2 separate regions of the Mus musculus genome follow, and region 2 is linked to region 1. The links are chromatin contacts, called in public promoter capture Hi-C maps. All regions are on one chromosome and are shown on one strand. The core of a region is the stretch at or near the end of the contact, and the rest is flanking DNA. Distances in the headings are between cores, read along the strand shown.

What was found. Promoter capture Hi-C pulls out the DNA fragments that hold promoters and counts their contacts.
Region 2: a contact with region 1 is called in a promoter capture Hi-C map of embryonic stem cells. The contact joins the promoter of Tmem86a here to the promoter of Plekhf1 in region 1. A contact is called at or near these places in 3 of 39 promoter capture datasets (cranial neural crest, embryonic stem cells and second pharyngeal arch cranial neural crest).

What each region holds. Positions count from the first base shown.
Region 1 is chr7:38,224,107-38,230,562 of GRCm38.p6, forward strand. Plekhf1 (pleckstrin homology domain containing, family F (with FYVE domain) member 1) reads right to left here and starts at 3,888. Exons shown (of 2, transcript NM_024413.2): 1 at 3,835-3,888.
Region 2 is chr7:47,046,608-47,053,063 of GRCm38.p6, forward strand. It overlaps Tmem86a (transmembrane protein 86A), which reads left to right and starts at 4,033. Exons shown (of 3, transcript NM_026436.3): 1 at 4,033-4,194; 2 at 6,243-6,456. The coding sequence starts at 4,174.

The DNA of each region.
Region 1 (6,456 bases), core at 2,638-5,137:
ATTCCTCTGTAAGATCCTGTTGTCAAACATTTTCTTAATTAGTGATTGACAGGGGAGGGCCCAGCCCATTGTGGGTGATGCTGTACCTGGGCTGGTGGTCTTGGGGTCTATAAAAGAACAGGCCAAGCAGGCTAGGGGGAACAAGCCAGTAAGCAGCAGCCTTCTATGGCCTCTGCATCAGCTCCTGCCTCCAGGTTCCTGCCCTATTTGAGTTCCCGTACTGCCTTTCTCTAATAATGAATAGCAGTGTGGAAGTAGGAGCAGAAGAAATCCTTGCCAACTTGCTTTTTGGTCATGGTATCTCACTGTAGCAACAGAAACTCTAACTAAGACACCACTCATACATATATACCCATAATTAAAAGTAAAATAAAAATTAAAAAAAAAGTTGGACGACAAAGGAAGAAGACACCAGACATCAACACACACACACACACACACACACACACACACACACACACACACACACACACACACACACACACCAGCAGCAGCACCAAGAACAACAACAGAAAACCTGGTATTTTCCTGTCCAGTCACTGCATATGTCCCCTCTATTGCCTCCATTCAATCTTTAGCTCCAGCAAAATAGAAGCCTTTTCTTGCCAATTTCTTGCCAATGACTAGATCAGCAATTCTTAAAACTGTGCCATGGACACGGTAGGTGCCAGGTGCACAAACCACTCACCTCTTACTTGTTGAAAGGAAGCAGGAGTTGACCTCTTACCACATGCAAACACTTGCTTGCGCGCGCACACACACACACACACACACACACACACACACACACACACACACACACACCACACTACACATACATTTCTAGGTCACCGTACCGCGGTTCTGTAATGTGAGGCTGCCTGTGGGAATCTGGAGGTGGGGGATGGGAAGGGAGGAGACAAGAAGTCAGCCTGGAGGAGACACCGAACCTCTTCAGTCCTGTTTCGCTCCCCCCCTTCAGGCCTCAGGGCTGCCCACACCACCTGATGTAACTATTTTTAGTTAGCTGATCTTGGCTTCAAACTTTGTTCTGCCACCTGATCATCAGTTCTTGGCTGAGGGACAATACAACAAACCCAAATGTGCCAGCATGCTACCTCCAAGGCCACCAGGCACTGTGCTGGAGGCCAATGTGGATAACATCTCACTGTGAGGAGGCCAGAGAGGCCCAGGGGCAGGAAGCCCAAAGGCGCAGTGGCGTAAGGATAGCAGGGTCAACTGAAACTCTTAGGAGCGGAGGGAAAGGACGAGGAGCAATGTCTCAGCTCACTTGCTGTTCTTCCTGAGGCCAGCATCTGGATCCCAGTACCCGCATCGGGTGGCCACAACTGCCTGTTAACTCCAGCTCCAGGGGACTAACACATTCATCTGGCCTCCGAGACATTCACATACATGTGGCCTTCAGTCATACAGACCCATGAATAAAAATAAAAATAAAAATGAATTAAAACAAAACAAAACAAAAAAACCAACAACAAACCCCCAAAAGCCCAGGTCCGGCCGAAGTGAGCATCTCTAGGTTGGCACATACAACTGAATGTCACTCAAGCAGAAACCACACAAGGTTTCAAACCGTTAAAGAAGCCCATCTAAACTGGAGGAGATCTCATACCCATTGGAAAGTTCCTAGCAAAGAAATTCCAGTTGGTGCCAGAGTGGAAAAGTGGGAAGAGTGTGTACTGCTGCTGGGGATGTAAACTGTCACAGCCACAGGCTTGGGGGACGGCTCAGTGGCTCTCCATACGCTTGCACAGACCCAGCCACCAGTAACTCACAGCCCCCAGTAACTCCAGTTCCAAGGGTATCTGCATACGTGTAGTGCACAGACATAGAAACACTCATAAAATTAACAAATACATCTTGAGGGAAAAAAAAAAAACGACATAGATACGATGGGAAACAACCTGAAGACTCCGCAAAACATTAAAAATACATTTACCATATACCTACCTTTCCCACTGTGCATCTATCTCCAAAGGGATTGGAAGGGATAGCTATACTCTTGTGTGTGTTTACTAGAGCCAAGAGGCAGAAGCAAACCAAATGCCCAGCACCGAGGAACACATAGTCAACGAGAAGGACTGGTGATCTACAACCAGAAACTAAAAATCCAGACCCATTATGAGCCACTGCCAGGCTTCCTAAATGCAACCTTAGTGAAATACAACCACACTCAGACTAACACAATCTAACATGTATTTACTCTCTGGCCCCTTACTGGTAAAATGCACAAGACACCTTGCGTGTGGATGTGGCTCACAACAATATGGGTTCTGTCCTGATGCAAGTCCTCAAGCCCTCTTGCTCACTGCAGTACAGCCCTTAAGAGAGGTCTGGGGCCCTGAACTCAGGAAGGAGTGAGGTACGGGAGTAAGAGGTAAGGTTACAAGGGGCAGGCAGGGCCTGTCTTGCAGGTCCACAGGCCAGTGTGAGCATTCCAGAGTTATTACAAGGGTACTAAGGGAGTGGCACCACCCAACAGAGTCACTGAGACCTTCTAGAATCTTCCTCCAGGAGAACAGATTAAGGAAAATAAACCCTTAGGTGCTACTTTCTTAGCACCCACTGTTTGCTAGACACAATGTTAATTAAGCACAAAGCATGGCTGTAACTCCGTGCCCATGAGCCACTTCACAGTCACCACCCAAGAACCTCAGGAGTGGGCCCAGCTTCCAGATAAACTCTGAGCCAAGGTAGAAAAACTTTGGCCCAGAGGGCATTCCTATAATCTAGCATCTGGTAAGATTAGATAGGAAGGTAGAGAGTTGTAGGTCAATCTGGACTATACAAGGAGACCTTATCTCAAAAAAAGCAAAATCTTTTGGGTAACCTGGTGTTTGTGGCCATGTCCTATCCCGGGAATTCACATGATGAAAAGGAGACAATAACTTCTGAAACTTTTGGCCCTAGTAAACAAAACAACACGCCCCCACCCCCCCAAAAAACAAACAAACAAACAAACAAACAAACAACAACAACAAAAAAAACATGCCCTGGGTCAGAAGTTCTTAAAATCCAGAGTGTGTAGTCTTTCCTACTGCCTGACTTTGGTGTCTTTCACCGCATAACACACAGGGTAGTCAGTCCCATCCCGCAGGCCACAATGCCAAACCCCTCCTTCCTTGGCGGGACAGGGTTGGCCAGGTCCCAGTGCTCAGACAACTAACTGGCCTAGCCACTCTGAGCAGCTCTGAGGGCTGACGTGGGCAGGACGCACAGCAAATGAAGCACTTCAGCTTACAAAAACCGCAGGGGTCTTGACTCTAGCACTGATCGCCCCTCCTCTGCAGCCTCTGACCGGGTAGAATCTGATACCGGTTTTGTTCACATTCTAAGGACTGCGCCCTCTCCGGGGAGTGCACACATTCCACTGAGACTTGGAACTGCCGGTTTCCCTCCTGCTAAGGCCTGGGGACACCTCTTTATTGTACTTCAGTTACTCCCTAGGAGAATCCAGGCCCGGTCCCACACCAATAACTTCCTATATGAAGAGTCGCGAACTCAAACTCTTCAGGGTCCCAAATCCGAGGCTATTGAGAACCGTCCCTCCCAACCCAAGACGTCTCTGGCCAAGACGAGGTTCCCGGAACATCACGGGATAAGGAGAGGGTAGAGACTCTGCGGAGAACCCTTCTCCAACTCGCGCACAGTCCTGGGACTCAGTGGCCCTAGAGTCCCAGCTGTCAACCCCTTCCCAAGTCAGAAAACAGCGAGCAGCCTCTGCTCCAGTGGAGCCCCAGATGCGGGTTCCTGAGGCCACCTCTACCCACAGCTGCAGACCTGGCAGGGTGGAGGGCGGAAGGGGAGCGCTCTCCCCCTCCGTAGCCTGCTTACCTCCCGTAGGAACCTCCGCGTCCGCACAGCCAGTCCCGAACTGGCGCCCGCCAATCCCTGCGCCGCCCACGCCTCCGGGTTCCAATTCTCTGGTCACGCCCCTTCGAGGGACTCTGGACCAATCGAAGCCCTGGCACGCAGGCGGGGGCGGAGCCGGCCCGAGTTCTCCAGAAATGTGCGCGGGCGTAATTAAACCGCTGGACCGTAAACGGGTCAGCAGCGGTTGTGCGTGGGGACGATGGGCTGATTCCTGGTTGGAGTCCGGTTCCCAGCTTTGCTGGTCGCCACACTCAAGACTGAGTCGGCGCTGGTCAGAGGAACAGCCTGTGAGGGAAGCAGGCATGACGGAGTGGTGGGCCCTCAGGTGCCCCTGTTACTATGATGTTACTCTTTTCAGCCACAGAGACACACGTTTTCTTAACGATCAACAGAACTTTATAATTTTTTTCCTAGAGGAAAATGTCAAAAGTACACGGGAGGAAATTAGTTTAGTGGACCCCAGGCATTCATCGTGTAGATCCAAGACGAACAGGTACCCCGCCCTGGCTACTGGTGTCACTTAGAACTCAATTCCAAGGCTGCTTTCCCATCTCACCTGCCCCCACGCAATTCTCATCCACTGTCTTCTGGTTCCTTAAAAACCACTCCCACCCTTCGCCCTCTCCCTCCTTTGTCATTTCAGTGTCACCTCCTCAGAGAGGTCTCCTTGGCCACAAAGCAGCAGTTCTCAACTCCATCCATTTTTTATTGTCTTGTTACCCCTGGCTGACCAGAAATTCTATATGTAGACTAGGCTATCCCTGAACTCATAGAAGCCTTGCCTCTGTCTCTAGACTGCTGGGCTAATATTAGTCTATAGTGTCAGTTTGTGTTGCTAAACTGGTTACATTGAAGAGGGACTAGCTCTGGTTAGCCTGGTACCCGCTGGGCCAAGACCAAACTGGGTTTGGAAGGGGATGGTGTGGCCCTCTGGTGATGGTGTTAGGGGCAGACCCTTCCCTAAACTGTCCCTTAATCCCTACCATCCCCCACATCCTTACCCCACCAGCGCTTATTGATATTTCTTTTAGGTTTGAAGTTTGTTTAATCATTTACAAAATGCACTGCTGTGAATATTTCAGATGGGGAGAAGACACATAAAAATAGAGACTTTTAGCCCCCCCTCCAGTAAACTCACAATCTCAAGTTCTAGAGAAGTACTCCACCAGTGAGATATTATATCTCCAGCCCTGACTTTAGCTCATCTTTAATCATAAGATTTAGGGATCTGGGTGTCATATGCCTGTGATCTCAGCACGCAGGAGGCTGAGGCAGGAGGATGGAGTTTGAGGGCAGCCTGAGCTACATAATGAGACCTTGTCTCAGTCAGTCAATCAAGGATTTGGCAATATTGGTTTATTTATGCAGAGGTCTGGTCGTTTGCTTATATTGTAATGCTAAATTACAATATAATAACAAGGCCAGGTTGCTTCCAGGGAGCCTTGCACATACTCTATAAATTGCCCTATGTAACCTTGCCCCCCAGCTTGTCCCTGATTGGTGAATAAAGCTGCCCACAGCCAATAGTTGGGCAAAAGAGAGATAGGCGTGGTCTTGAGTTCCCCAGTTTGGGGGTCAAGGAGACCTCGACCAGGAGAAAAAAAGGAGGTGAAAAAAAAAGGAAAACGCCATGGGGTAAGAACCTTAAAATAATCTCCATGTGGGGTGGCTAGTTGGAGTTAAGAGCAGCCCAGATGAAACATAGCAAATTATATAATGGAATTATTATATTATATAGCATAGAGGATAGATATCTGCCCAGCTCTTGTGCTGATTAAAGCTTATTGGAAGTATAAAGGTTGTATGTATCCTTTATTTGGGAATTAATGGTCAAAGCTGGGGTAGAAACCCTGGATTGGGATTAGAAATATTCATCAACATATTTGTCCACAGCAAACAGCCCTCTTTAGATGGGGCTCATTTTCTACTACAGACCCCAACACTCTCTAGAACCCACAGATGCATCCCACTTGGATTTTTGGTTGGAGGTGTAGCCACACTCTCCACTGTCCAGAGGGAAGGCAAGGTCTGAAGTCCCCTAGGCTAGGATGTAACTATTACTGGAGTGTTAGGACAAAGCCTGGCTCTGAGTTTCCACAGCATGGGCTGAGCCACCCATCCTTAGCGAGGAGGAACTTCTCAGGGAGAAATGGAGGTGACCAGGATGAGAATGGTCCCTGCAAGGGCAGAGCGGTTTTATTTGTTCTGGCATTTTGGCATCCAACACAGTACCTGGCAGAGAGGGACTGCCTGGAGGAGGGAGTCTAAAAGACCAGATGTTGGAGTCAGGAAACGTCTCCAGGTTTGCTCCACTGGTGACTCGGGGCCCGTTAGAACTCAGTACCCGCTGTCTCCTAGCCCCAGCATCTCCCGAAGCTGCCTGGAAGGGTGGGGAATCCCTAGAGCCGCTTAAGCAGACCATCCAGCTACCCACCCCTTCCCAGCGGGGGCTGGCTGTGGGTGGAGAGGCCTGAGCGGAGGGCTCCCTCCCTTCTCCAAGGAAGAGAACAAACTTGTGACTCAGGAAAAGGCAGAAGTTGAGTCAGCCAAGCCACAGCTATGGAAAAAATGAAGTTTCCTGGA
Region 2 (6,456 bases), core at 2,783-5,282, 8.8 Mb after region 1:
GCCCCACCTCCTTCTACCGTAGCAGGTACAATGGATCACTCTGATGTTTTCTTTCATGTCACGTCTGACATACCTTTGCCCCTTCAGTTATTATTATCATTTTTTTTTCTTGAGGCTGTGTTGACTGCTCTGGTCTTGATTTTGTTGGCTCAAGGCAGCCTCCCACATGAATTGCCTGAGCATCTGGGACTGCAGGTTTCTGACACCACACCTAGCTTCATACCTCAATTACTTCAGTTGCCACATCACCGGTCTGTTTACTTGCCTGCTTGTGAACTCCATGAGTCCAGAGGCTGATCCTAATCAATATTTACAACTTCAGCATCTAAGATGATAACTGATACATATAGATTTATTGGCCAAATCAACGGTGAATAGGGTTACCTTCTTTCAGACAGGCAGGTACAGAGGAGATGACAGGGCTGTGTGAGAAGGACCAGATGACAAGTCATTTGGGGTACAGAAAAGAAGAAATGCCAGTTTTCATTAAGTCCTACTCTAGCCCTCTACTACCTGGAATAGAGAATCAAGAAAGCCTAGAACACCCTCCCCAAACTGCTGAAGAAGTTTAAAAATTGATCAAAATATATTACCCATATGGATAAAATTAGGATAAGTTCTTTCTTTGAAGGAAAACACAGTTTTTAGTGTCTGTGTCAGACAAGGCTCAGCAGCATATAACTGAAGAGGATCAATTACTACCTGTAGAGATGTGGGCAGATTAACCAAACTGTTGCTAGTATTTGGTTTTCTTTTCCCTCTTGGAATTATAGAATCCACAATAAAATGGAATGTTCACTGAACAGTGAAGATTTTTTATTCTTGGCCAAGAATAGAAATGGAAGATAAATTTGCAAAGTAGCTGCTCTAACGGCTAATCAGGAAGTTATAGCCATCAGTTAAAAACAAAAACAAAAGCAAAAACAAAAACAAGGGCGGGATAGGCTACTGAAGGACAGAAAGAGTCCTATCTTTTCTGGGGATGAATAGAAAATTTCTGGGAATTCAGATATCCCTATTTTTGTTCCATTTAAAGTTCTTTCTGGTCACCTGTCATGGTGTTGAGAGGTGTCATTTAGCACACTATCATAGGATTGTAAGAAAGTCAGAAGTCACGGGGCAGTCATCTACTATAGATCTTAAACCTGACTGGTTGGTTAGCCACCTGGAGAAGAACTTCTGGCCGTTGGGCATCTTGTCTTCAAAGGTAAGGTTAGAGCAGGGCAGAAATTCAGGGAGTTCAAGCAGGCAGAGTGAGATGAGGATTAGATAGCAAAATCAACCATTGGTCCAGAGACACACTGCCAAAGCCCATTGGTCCAGAGACAACACTGCCCAAAGCCTGAGGTTTTAGGAAGACAGCCTGGAGTTAGCCAGGGAGGAGCATAGTTTCTAGAAACGCCAGATTCTCAGCCTGGTCAGGTGGGCTTTGTCCATGTTTTCCTCCCACCCTGACAGGCTCTCAGCTGAATTCAACTAGAAGTGGGAGTCCTGGGATGCACCGTACTTAAGTCTAGGGCTTGGGCTCCCAGGGCAGAGGGAAGGACCAAGGAAATATCTGGACTGCGTATGGTGACACACATTCAGTCTCAACAGTTGGGAGGCAGAGGCAGCTGATCTCTGTATGTTTAGTGCCAGCCTAATTTACATAGAGTTCCAGGTTACCCAGAGCCATACAGTGAGACTCTGTCTCAAAACAAAACAACAAACAACTCTGAATGGGCAAGAGGGCAGTCTTAGAAGTGGCACGGAGGAGTGGTGCTATGCTTTTGTGGGCCACCTACTTATGTAATTACTTTGCCTACTGGTAGTAAAATCCTGTGAATAACATTTTTAGACCTTTTATTTTTTTGTATCTTTAGGTATTTGTATATGAAGCTTATGACAATTGGTGAATTAGTAGGGCTAAGGTAGGACATTGACTTTCTTTTTTTCTTTCTCTTGTGTAACAGAACCCTGGCTATCTTGGATTCACTATGTAGACCAGGCTGGCCTCAAACTCAAGAGATCCACCTAGCTCTGCCTCCTGAGTGCTGGGATTAGAGGTGTGTGCCACTATGACCAACAACATGTTGGTCTCCAGTAATTTTGGCTGGCCCCAACTATTAAAGTTTACGGTCTCAGGGGTTGGAGAGATGGCTTGGTGGGTTAAAGCACTGCTCTTGCAGAGGACCAGAGTTCTGGTCCCAGCAGAGTTGCCATTCGGGCAATTCACAGATGCTTGTATACCACGTCCGGGAGTTCTGACAACTCTGACCTCAACTACATTCACTCTTCCCCTAGTAAGAGAAATCCTCTTAAAAGTTCACAGTCTCATCTTTATAATTAGGCAAACTAGGGTCCAGAGAAACAAAAATGCCTGGCTTGACTACACCCTTAAGTGACATGGGAAGGTTTGTAAATGCGTGTGGTGATTTTATAACCTGTTGATGGGAGACTGAGGCTCCAAAGATGGAGTAGCGTGTGCCCAATTACACCACCAGTAAGTCCCAGGCAAGGAGGGGCCAAGTCCGTGTTGCTTTCAGTTCAATGTTCTTTCTGAGCAACACATTTGGTAATAGTGTATATGACAAAGCCTTGGGGGCAGCCATTCTCATTGCTCATTCAGATAATGTAGGTGAGAAGCTGCTAACTAGGAAAAAACATGAGTGTGCCTAGAGATTAGGCATGTGACTCCCCTCCCTCAAACCTTGACTCTCACCTTTTTTGGATGACATTTGGAATTTTCGGTTGTCAATACTGTCACTAGGAAAAGGGCTGTCCCTCTCTGAGGGGATGTCAGGTCGGTAGTTTAGGGACCAGGATGGCTGGGGAAGGCCTGGAGGGGGAAATGAAGAGAATGACCTCAGGAAGAGCTCACTGGAGAGTTCAGTATGTGTCTCTCCCTGGCCAGCACGAGGTTGGGGTCTAGTATACAGCCCTGTATCCCCATCTCAGGAGTGGCCAGCGTTCTTTGCCTTTCCAACCGCTGAAAGCTTTGTGTATATTACAGACCACATTCCTACCCTTTTGGATGTATTTGGAAACCTGCATCCCCATGTAGCCTGCTAGATAGACTTGTACTTCCCGAAACCAGGTACCTTTCCCCTTCTTCATCCTACACAACGTGTCTGGATTGAGCAGAGCCTTAGAGGTCACCCATGCATTTTACAGTTGAGGAAATCTAGGCTACAGAGGCAAAGGCTATGGAAGTGGCAAACACAGCCGCATTGCAGTCCATTTGACTCCTTGCCAATCCACCAAATTCTGAACACATACTTCTAAACATGCTTCAAACCACTAGTATTATAACCATTTTATTGTTTTTCTGGCAGCCAGTTTACACGCCTTTGGGTCTTTTGGTCACCGTTGCTGCAGCTGTGAGGGGTGTATGTTCAAGGCAACCTAGTGCCTGTAATTTGTTTACTCATTGCTGTTATGGGGTCCACATACAGGCTGCTGCTTGCTTTCATCGTGTCTTTCATGGTACGGTGAAGGATGATGGTCAACCCACAGCTCCCTTTCTGTAGCTTTATTTGTTTAGTGTACAAGTGTCCACGCGTGCTTAATGCTACTACGAGTCTATATAGTATATTGTGTGCCTGGATACATATCTCTTACCATGCTGAACGTTGAGTGTCTGTTGATCCTCTGTGTCCATTGGGACACATTGGGACATTGTCAAAGACATGTCTTAAAGGAATTGCATCCGCCTAGATGGTATGTTTAAAGGTTGACGAGAATCTGCCTTTGCTTTTTGTTCCGGTGTTAAGAGAAGATGCATCTCGCTGTGCTCCGGGTCAGTGGTGTGCCTGTCTCTTAGCCAGGCTGGCTATCCAACCTTGGGGGTCGCCGTCACGTTCCGGGATGCCCTGGCACGCCTCCCTAAGAGGCGTGGCCTGAAGGCCACGCCCACGCCCGGGGGTGGGAGGATCTCCTTTTCAACGCAGAAACAGAGGGAGCCCGGCCGGCGCCGCCAGCAGGGCTCCGCCCATACGAGGCTTCGGCCCGTTCATTGGCTGGGTCTGTGGTGACGTCGTCGGGTTCACAGACAGTACTCTGAGCGCCCAGCGCGCGGGAGGTATTGTGCTTCACCCCAGCTTTGTTCGGTCGTCTGCTCACCTGGCTCTGGGTGCGTCCTGGTGGTGCAACCCGGAGCGGGTGCCAGCAGCCGCAGCCGCAGCCGCCGCCGCCATGGTGTCTCCGGTCACTGTGGTGAGTGCGCGAGCGCGCGAGCCCGCGGCCAAGCCCCCCGGGCCTGGGACGAGGCAGCGGCAAGCCGGGCCGCCGAGGGGGGCGGAGGAAGGTGCTGTCCCCTCCGGGGAAGCGGCTGCTGTCACGGTTTTTAGCTCCTCACTCTTGTAGCGTCCCTCCTACGCGCGCCCCTCGTCTGCCCGCGGGAGGGAGGAAAACATTGTGCACGTGACTCGGAAGCGTGACTGTTGATCCATGAGTGTCTGGAGCGGGTCTGCAGGTCTTGGCCTGGAACTGGATGCTGCAGGCCCTAGGGTTCTGTGTGGTGGACCCTCAGGGAAGCATTCGAGAGGGTGCAGGGGGGTGCCGACTTCCTGGGAATGCCCCAAGTTTCTCTTAATATTGTAGGTGCAGGAGGTGACGCCTCTGTCTTAGTAACGCTGTTCAGGCGATAGGTGAAGGTGGACCTCTCTCTGTTGACCTGACCTCCTTTCCAGACTTTCTCAACTCCAGCCTTTGAGTTGTCTCTTCACACTTCTAAGGCTGGCTTCTCTGACTGTCATGATTTCACCACTTACTGCCAGTTTCTTCTAGGAAATATGGGTCTGGGGAGTAGGGGGAGGGGGAGCAAAGGTGATGTTTCTGAAGGCTGACAGGTGGAGCTGGGCATGCAAAGGTGATGTTTCTGAAGGCTGACAGGTGGAGCTGGGCATCCCTCCCCCCCCCCCCCCCCCCCGTTTCCTCCCTTTGGCCTTGCCCTCACTCTGACTATCCCTGATAAGGGAGTTTCCATGGGAAGGGAGTGTCAACTCTGCTCCCATCTCTAACCTCTGGAAAAACAAGAGCAGGCTTGTACTCTGGACCCACTATATGTCTCTTCTCTACCCTTTCCTAGTTGCATCAGGTACCTGGTTGCCAGGGGATCTAAGTGTCTTGTCCCTTCAGAGTCCTGTGTGGAGTGGCTTGCTCACACACAGTCAGAGCACTTTTGTTGGAGTATGGGTCTATAGGGAACCTCAACTGCTCCAATTCATGCTCAGAAACCCTGAACTTGCAGGCCAGGGGAAGGAGCTTCGGGAGACCACAGAACATCTGCAGAATCTCCTCCCCCTGCTCAGACTCTGCCTGCAGTGGCCTTGAGTAAAACCTTTCTTTAGCTGCCCTCCCCCTAATCCAGCTGAGACCCAGTCAGCTGGCCAACTTCCCCCTCTCAGTTCCCCATCTCCTCCCAGCCTGTCTGCTGGCTCCAGATCAGAAGCCCTCCCCACCCCCCTTCCTGTCTCTGGTGCCTCAAGTTGCTCTTGTTCTCTGGGAAAGAAATGGCCAACATCCCCTTTTCCTAGCCTGGAAACCTCTGGCCTTTCAAACACTGTTTCTTCTCCCAACACAGATCTAGTTCTCTTCCCAGCATCCCTAGCACCTCTCTTTGTCCTTGATGCCACCTTTAGTCTGACATAGGTAGAGTGGAAGGTCGGGGCGGGGGCAGGCAGGACAGAAAGCTTGTGGGGTGGAGGTACTGTCACCCCTACATTCCTGACACTCACCTGGTGTTGCCAGGGCTTTAAGCCCGAGTCCTGGCTCTAAAGCTTGGGTCATGAGTTGGCCAGTCAGTGCATTTCTGTGGTTTCCCTGTGACCTTACTCCAGTTCCACACAGCTGGGAGCTTAGGCTGACAGGGAGAGGTGGTAAGGGGTGCCTGGAGAAGGGGAGAGCAGAGAGCCAGGAGGGAACAGGGCTGGGCTGCAGAAAGGAGTATCCTAATCGGCACTGTTGGCTCAGTGAGTGACGACTCTGGCCAAGTTCCAGGACCTACAGTGGACCAGAGTGACTGGACAGTGGAGCCCTTGCCTGTCCTGGTAAATTGAGCCTCAGGGTGATAATGGCTTTCACATCCTGCTGGCTGCTTGGAGCCAGACAGGCTAGGTTTCTCTGTCAGAACTCTTTGTTCTCAGTGGTATAGGGCTGGGGTGTGCACTGCAGCCTTGGGGAAAGGTGTAAGATTTTTAGATCTCACTGTGGGCTTTTGTGCCCCTAACCTCTGAGTGTTGTCCTTGTTCTGTCTCCTCCAGGTGAAGAGCGAAGGACCCAAACTGGTGCCCTTCTTTAAGGCTACCTGTGTGTATTTTGTGCTCTGGCTGCCTTCATCCAGCCCATCGTGGGTCAGCGCCCTTATCAAGTGCCTGCCCATCTTTTGCCTCTGGCTTTTTCTTCTGGCTCATGGTGTTCGGTTTCTGCTGGCTCACCCCAGTGCCTCCCTCATCTTCGTGGGACTTGTCTTTTCTG